Regions from separate parts of the Arachis hypogaea genome. Here region 2 is linked to region 1. A link is a contact called in public Hi-C data. All regions are on one chromosome and are shown on one strand. Each heading gives the region's core, a stretch centred on a gene start, on an enhancer-like site or on the middle of the called end of the contact. The rest is flanking DNA. Distances are from core to core; before and after follow the strand shown. Region 1 has its middle 13 kb from the start of LOC112733268. Region 2 holds the start of LOC112733270.

Evidence for each region. Hi-C and Micro-C count contacts between places; a contact is called where the count stands out from the background.
Region 2: a Hi-C map of leaf shows a contact between it and region 1, with 6 times the contacts expected there. The contact joins the promoter of LOC112733270 here to the enhancer-like site in region 1. A contact is called at or near these places in 2 of 8 Hi-C or Micro-C datasets (both in leaf).

The regions. Positions count from the first base shown.
Region 1 is chr13:126,977,428-126,981,280 of arahy.Tifrunner.gnm2.J5K5, reverse strand. No RefSeq gene overlaps it. Among protein-coding and RNA genes, the nearest start is that of LOC112733268, 13 kb to the right of the region's middle. Within about 2 kb of position 2,195, at least 3 of the 3 cell types and tissues checked have open chromatin away from gene starts, as enhancers often do.
Region 2 is chr13:127,043,983-127,047,804 of arahy.Tifrunner.gnm2.J5K5, reverse strand. LOC112733270 reads right to left here and starts at 1,587. Exons shown (of 8, transcript XM_072212468.1): 1 at 1,378-1,587; 2 at 878-1,289; 3 at 364-449. The coding sequence starts at 1,001.

The DNA of each region.
Region 1 (3,853 bases), core at 946-3,445:
TATTTATTTTTTCATACACTATTTTTTCAATTACAAGATTTGATGGCGAAATTTTTTTTTTTTGAAAAAGAGAATAATGATACATGTTTCAAATGTTCGTGATATAAATAGTTCAAGTATTATTTAAAAGTTATTAGTTTATATTTTAGACTGTTAAATTTAGTTTAATATATTTTAGTTTTATTTATTTAGTTACTAAATTTGTCTTTATTTTTATGGGCTTAGAATTTTTTTTATTTTAGCCTTACAAAAATATTTGATAACAAAAAAAATAGTAAAAAATAACTAGAATTTACCTTATTTAATATTTTTAATTATTATTAATTCTAGCAACAATTAATGAATGCTAAAATAAGACAAGTTTTATCTATTTTTTTAACCAACTTGGGTTGGTTGAGTGGTCAGCTCATTCGTCCATTTAAGCAAATGTCAAGGTTCAAATCCCACTTTGTGCATGCAACAAACGTCCATTTCTTGTTGTATCAAGAAATTGGATAAAGAGTAGAGTGAATCTCATTGTACTCAATTTTCACATATTCTTTTATTTTTTATCTTTTATTTTTAATTTCAATTCATCTTTTTCTATTTCAATTCTTTTTTTTTAAATTTCAATATATTTTTTTATTCAATTTTAATGTTGTGTTTTTGTTTATCCTTTTTTTGTATCAACAAATGATAAGAAAAGAAAAAGAGTAAACAAAAAGACAAATAAAACCGAATAAAAAAGATACATTGAAATTAAAATAAAAAATAAAATAGATAGATTGAAATTAAATATAAAGAGAATCACTGAACTTTTTATCCAATTTTTTTATACAATAAGAAAGAGACTCTTTAACCTAACTTGTCCACACCATACTTTTAGAATTGAATTGAAGGAACTCACTCAACCTTCTACCCAATTTTCGAATGCAACAAGAGACGGCTTCACTTAACCTCACTTGTCCACACCATGATTTAATCACGAAATCCAAAAGGGGAGGTTTTTACACCTTCAATCGCTCAATATAACAACTACAATAATTTATGAAGTATTTATAACCTCTTATTAAGTTAAAATAAAGAAAACTCATAAACATAAATCAAATTTAATAATAAATAAATATAATTAAAATACATCAAACTAAATTAAATATTCTAAAAATATAAATTAATAATTTTTAAATAATACTTCAACTGTTCGTATTATGAATATTTGAAATATATATAAAAAATTCTTGCAAACGTAAAAAAATTGTAATTGGGCTTTGATTCTTTGTTAATAAATGAAATCGAAAATTGATTTTTCTCTTTTGGGTAAAGAATCGAAAATTGAAATTTGAAAATAAGAGAATCAAACCAAAATTTAATACTTCCGTCCAAAAATCTAGGTAAAAAATTATATCAACTGGGTTGGGTTTATTATGATTTATGGGGCTCAAGGTTTTGTTGGTGGTTGGATGGGGCTCAATAATGGTGGTGGTGATAAATTCCAGCAATAGGCTTTTTCCTATTTTATATTTGAGTGATAAAACTTCTTTATCCAATCACCACAAAAGGTAGCACAAAAGGATAAGAATTAAGAAATGCTGCGAGCAAAAAGTTCAAGCAACATTATGGGAATTTATGAAGAAGCTGCCTTTATTAGGTAATGCTTTAAAAACATACAAAGAAAAAGGGACTTATTTCAGCCAAAATCAAAAGTTTAAAGAAGTCTTGCTAAATAGTTCTAGACACTCTTCAAAAAATAAAAGTAACAAAAAAAATCATGTTTGAAAAAATGATTTTCAATAAATTTAAATTTATAAAAAATATATTTATGACGAAAATATAATAAATGCTAATGCATTCTAAGTAAAATAAAGCGTTCGTCGTTTCTTAAAAAATGACATATTATTAGAGGTAATAAATAAAGTAATAGGTTATAAATTTTATTCTCATTAGTAATCTAATTTTAGGCATTACAATATTACAATCCACACGCACTATACCCTCATATTAAGAATTAAGAGGCCATATGATTGCCACTTGAACTAAGCTTCAGGTGCCCAATTTTCAAATTAAACTTTCTTTTAAAAAAATACATATTTTTTGGGTGTGAAATAGTTTTTTTTTTTTGACGAATTTTTTTTTTTTTGGCAATCGGTAAGAGTTGAGCCCGAGACTTTTTGGATGAGAAGGGGGCGGAATGCCGTGTGAGCTAAGACTCACTGGCTTTTGAACGAGATTAATTCTGTATAAGACGAATTTTGGGCGCTTTACTGATCTTGCTACCATATTGGGCCAAAACATTTGCCCATAACTTTTGGATAAATGGACATCATTTTTTAATTGTTTGGACTTTAAGCTTAAAGTTTTAATGAATTTTCCTCTTTAAATTTGGGCCTCAACAGAGTCAGTAAGTAAAAATAATTTTTCCTTCCAAAAACACCTGGTTGCTATTGACAAAAATATTACAACGAAGTTATGCCAGACATGGAGAATTTGTAGACCTCTCATCAAGCCACCAAAATTTAAATTCCAGGAGTGGAATATAAAACAAAAAAATGTAGTTATGTAAATAAAAAAGTTCTTCTAAAATTAAAAAAATTATAAAATAATAAAACAAGAAGTTATTTGTAATTTAATTATATGTAAGTTCTGTTATCTTAATTTAAAAATGATTAGATTCTTTTTTTATTTTTCTAATTTTATGATTTTAGAAAAAAATAATTCATGTGAATTATATAGTGAATTAACTTCTTCCTCTGTTTTTTCATTTTTTTTAAAAAAAAAAAAGAAAAGAAATGATCACAATCTCGTCGCAAAACCTTATTCAATTCGAAGCATAATATTATATCTTCTATTATCACAAGATTATTCAATAACAATTATTTGAACATTACGATTGTTAGCTGAAGTTTAATTCTGCCATCATTCCATTTTGTTTTTTAAGTACGTGCAATCGGCAATATTCGTCGTTTTTAAAATATAAGAAAATCGAGTGAAATATCTATTACTACATGGAACAAATGAAAAGAAGAAAAAGGAAAATCTCAAGCACTGAACTTATTATATGAGCATGTAATCCCTCTCTGGCAACTGTTCAAAGCACTTTGGAGTTTGGATTGGAATCGAGAATTGAGAGTAAAAACTAAAAAGCACAAATAGGAGAAGGCCAGTGTGTGTTTGCGTGACGTTACATTTCATTGTATTATTAATTATTATTCAAAGCGATAATACACACACTAACGCTCAGAATATTAATATGAAAAATTAAAAAAATCACAAGAATAGGTTGGCCAACCATTTTCAAATGCAGCCACCACCAACATTATTGTAGCTTTATAGCTATGCACGTACGTCATTCAATCCAATACCATATTGTCAATACAAATAATTTAAACTTATCATGGCATCCGAAATTATTTCTTAAATTCCTTCCATGTCAACAATTATATCCATGACAATTGTGCTTTATTTTTTTTCATTTTAGGTACAATTTTTCTTGTTGCTTATTTAATTACACTTCTACGGTTACGATGCAATCAATAAGAGCTGGTCAATGTATAAAAAAAGGTGGAACTATTGGAATCTATGAATTGAAGATGTCGCTCACAAGTACACTTCGGTGCATTTATTTATTTATTAAAAAAATATAAATTATTAGAATTGAAATTGCATCCTCTTTTTTCGTGGCCAGTTGTTTATTCTTTTCCAATATGATTCAATCCGAGAGATATTTTTATGCATTTAATCCATCTAAATTGCTTGACATACAATGCTTTTATTTGCTGTAACGTTTACTACCATCGAATTTTTTTTATATGTATTTTGAATTTATTCATTACCACTTTATATGAGAAAATATATATTATCAGAAATCCTTTTGATG
Region 2 (3,822 bases), core at 338-2,837, 67 kb before region 1:
CAGGAGATTCCAAAAGTAAGTTTGCAAAGCAGAGGATACATATAGCATGAGCCATAAAACTAAATTGTGAAGCCTAACTACCTAACAAGAACTAAGCAAGCACATAAAACCTTTTCATAACAATGTGTATAAATTTTACAATGATTAGATTCCTAACCAGAAAACAACTTTCTAAGAATGAAAAGTATTCATATCAATAAAAGTGGCATCCGCTTATTGTCACATATAAGTTGGCAACCCTTAGCTAGTAATCATATTCATCACTTATGAACCACATAATTGTTACCCTATGCAAACAGTATATAGATTGATATTGCGATAGTATACAAACCATTGAAACTTAAATATAGACGGCATCCATACCTTAACCGCACGCCAGTGATCCAAACACTCTCGATGTACATATTTTGATGTACCTTTGCATTTGCAAGGAGCAATGAAATCTCTGCCTGGGATGAATTAAAAGTAAAATTAACTAAATATATTTGTAAAACAGGCAGATAGTAACTGGTAGGATATATCATGAACCATGATAATCTAAATGTTAAGCTAAATAATAAGTATTCACAAATTCATATACTAGGGAATTGCAATAAATTCAAGTATCAGTAAACTGAGCTAAGAATTCAGAGTAACAACTAAAAAACTAAGAACTACAGCTAGAATTATACAAGTAATAGCTCGATATAAATAGTTCAAGCTCAAATTGAGATAAAATGTTGTTTATTTCAAACTAAAGCAAATGCATTTATCCACTCGGAAAAAAATCACAAATAGAGTAGAATCGTGGAACAAGCTCAGAACAGGTGATCGAATCCCTAAGCTGGAAATTAGAAACATTTAAACAGAAAAAAGAGAATGGAAAGGGCAAAATTACCATCTGTTTCGAGACAAATCCGGCATTGGATTTGTTCGGAGGAACCGGCTTCAAGGTCGATGGCGGAAGAGTGGGTGATAGATGAAGGAGGAATTAGAGGAGAAGAAACTATTTGATCCGTCATTAATTAACTAATAATCAATCAATCAATTAATTAATTAGTTAATTATTAAAGGGAAAGTTGGAAGTTGAAGTAAGAGGAAAATGGAAGATTGGAAGGGTACAAAGGAGAGAAGCGAGAGTGAACAGTGAAGTTGAGTTTAGCCGTTTACGAAAACCTTCTTGTTATTCCTAACTAATTCTGTTGCTTACTGAGTGTAGGAAGAGTAGGTTCCACTCTATCCCTCTTATTCCTTGCTTTCCTCTTTGTATCTCTTGGGTGGAGAACAAATTTCAGTGTTTAATGATTACGCTGCGAAATTAGGAGAAAAGGGTGAGACCAAGAATTGAGAATTCCCAAAAGCCAAAACTAAACACAACCTTTCAGCAACGAAAACTACCTTTTCAACTATGGACTTTATTTTGACAGCATGATTTGATTGAGCAAAAAACCATCAGCGACCAATCAAGTTCGATCAAATTGTTATAAATATTTTTTATATTATGTACTATTTATTGTGTATGTATTTCTTCATCTTTAAGCGTGTTTTTTCTTCTTCTTCCTTATACATTTTTGTAACTCCTTCTCTTCTTTCTTTTTCTTCATTTTTTTTTCTTTTGATATTGTTGTCATTATTTATTTCGCAAGTAAAATTCGGTCATTGTCCATTCTCACAAAGAATAAAGCGATTCCTACCAAAAAAAAATGGATATTTCAACCTTCAACCTTTTTATTTTGAGATAATATGATTTTTCTGTTAAAAAATTCATTAAATAATAATAAAAATTAGTTTTGTAGAGATTTTATTTATATTTTATGGAAGTTTTAAACCCCCACAAGCTATTAATAAGTTTGTTTTTAAAAAATTCCTTCACCAATAATGGTTAAGTGAAGAAAAATCATTGATGAAAATGATGCCGTAAAAAAAATAATTGTAGTACAATACTTTTTAAAAGAAAAAAAATGGGGTTAAGTACAATTTTAGTACCTAAGGTAGGGGCTAAAAATTTTTTTCGTCCCTAATTTTTTTGTTTACAAATCATCCCTAAGGTTTAATTTAATTTTAAAATTGTCCTTCGGACGAAAATATCCTTCCCCCTTCTTCTCCAAAATCAACAAAAACAGAACCTAAAGCTGAAGCTAAAGCTGAACTAGAAGTTGAAGCAGAAGCAGATGCAACACCAATGAAACAACAATCAGAAGCACAACAACAACAATGGATAATGAAATCAGAAGAAGAACAACAACAAAAGCTACTAGAAGTAGAAGAATAACAATAATGGACTAAAACAAGAACCCAGAAAATCATCATCATCATCGTCAAGAACTCAGAAAAATAAGAACCCAAATGCAGAACTCAGAACTCAGAAAAACAAGAAAATCATCATCATCATTGTCAAAACTCAGAACCATTGACAAAACTCAGAACTAAAATTCTTCCTCTTTCATTAACAAAACTCAGATGTAATTACAATAATCAGAAATCCATAAATTCATCTTCAATTACAAAAACTGAAAATCCATAAATATAATTACCGAAAATCCCTCTGAAAATCTTTGTTGCAAATTTCGCACACGACTACCACCACCACCTCTTGGACGACGATGAAAAAAACACGAGGGCGCGGCCAGACGCGTTGCGGCGAGGCGAGGGCGAGTTGCAGTGAGGTTAGGGCGCAAGTCGCGGCGCTGCGAGGCGACAACGACGGCGAGGGCAAGGAGAAATAGCGAACGACGAGGAGCAGGAGTGGCGGCAGCGAGGAGCAACGGCGGTGGCCCTTTCCCTTCTCTCCCCCCCGGTGGGTGATATCCTTCCCCCTTCCCCGGTTACCCTTTTTCTCTTTTTTTTTTTCTTTTTTTAGTTAAGGTTATTTTCGGAATAAAAATTAAAAATTTAGTAAAAATGACAATTTTAGAACTAAGTTAAATCTTTGGGACGATTTTGTAAGTAAAAAAAGGTTAAGGACGAAAAAAATTTTTAGCCCCTACTTTAGAGACCAAAATCGTATTTAACCCGAAAAAAATAACATCGAATAAAAAATGAAAGAAGAGAACTTTAATGTTGATAATATTGATATTGGTGATGATGACGATAGAGGAAATAATGATAATGATAAAGTATGGTTACACAATAAAAATAATAGAAGTAGAAGTGATAATAGTGAGGATGAAAAAAGTAGTGGTAGTAGTGGTAGTAATTGATTATATTGTTCAAAAGAATTTTGTGGAGTTTAAAACCCCCACAAAATACAAATAAAACCCCCCACAAAATTAATTTTTGTTATTATTTAACAATATTTTTAACAGATAAATCGTATTATCCCAAAATAAAAAAGCTGAGGACCGCGTCCGTTTTTTTAGACATATATCACGTTATCTTTCGTGAAAATGGACAAGGACCGAATTGGGTCTTTATTCTTTCTTCCATCTCTTTTTTCATTTGATTTATATTTCTTTTCTCTTGTTCCTTTATTATCATCACTATCATCATTCTCATCTTTTTCTTAATTAAATATCACACGATAAGAAAGTACATCATATTTTTATGTTACAGTTAAAAAATTTTGGTGTCAAAATAAAAAATTTTTGTGTTACAATTAAGATATTTTGCTATTATTTTTCTGATAAATTTTACACAATTCAAAATTCTCCTTCCTCTTCCTCCTCCACATCATCATTATCTTCTTCTTTTTCTTCTTGTTTTACATCCTCCTCCTTTTCTTCGTCATCGTCATCATCATCATCATCTCTTTTTTCTATTCATCTTCTCCTTTTTTTTTTACCTTTTTATAATTTCTCTTATTTTACCCTTTTAACAAGAATAAAAATAAAAATAAAAAAATAC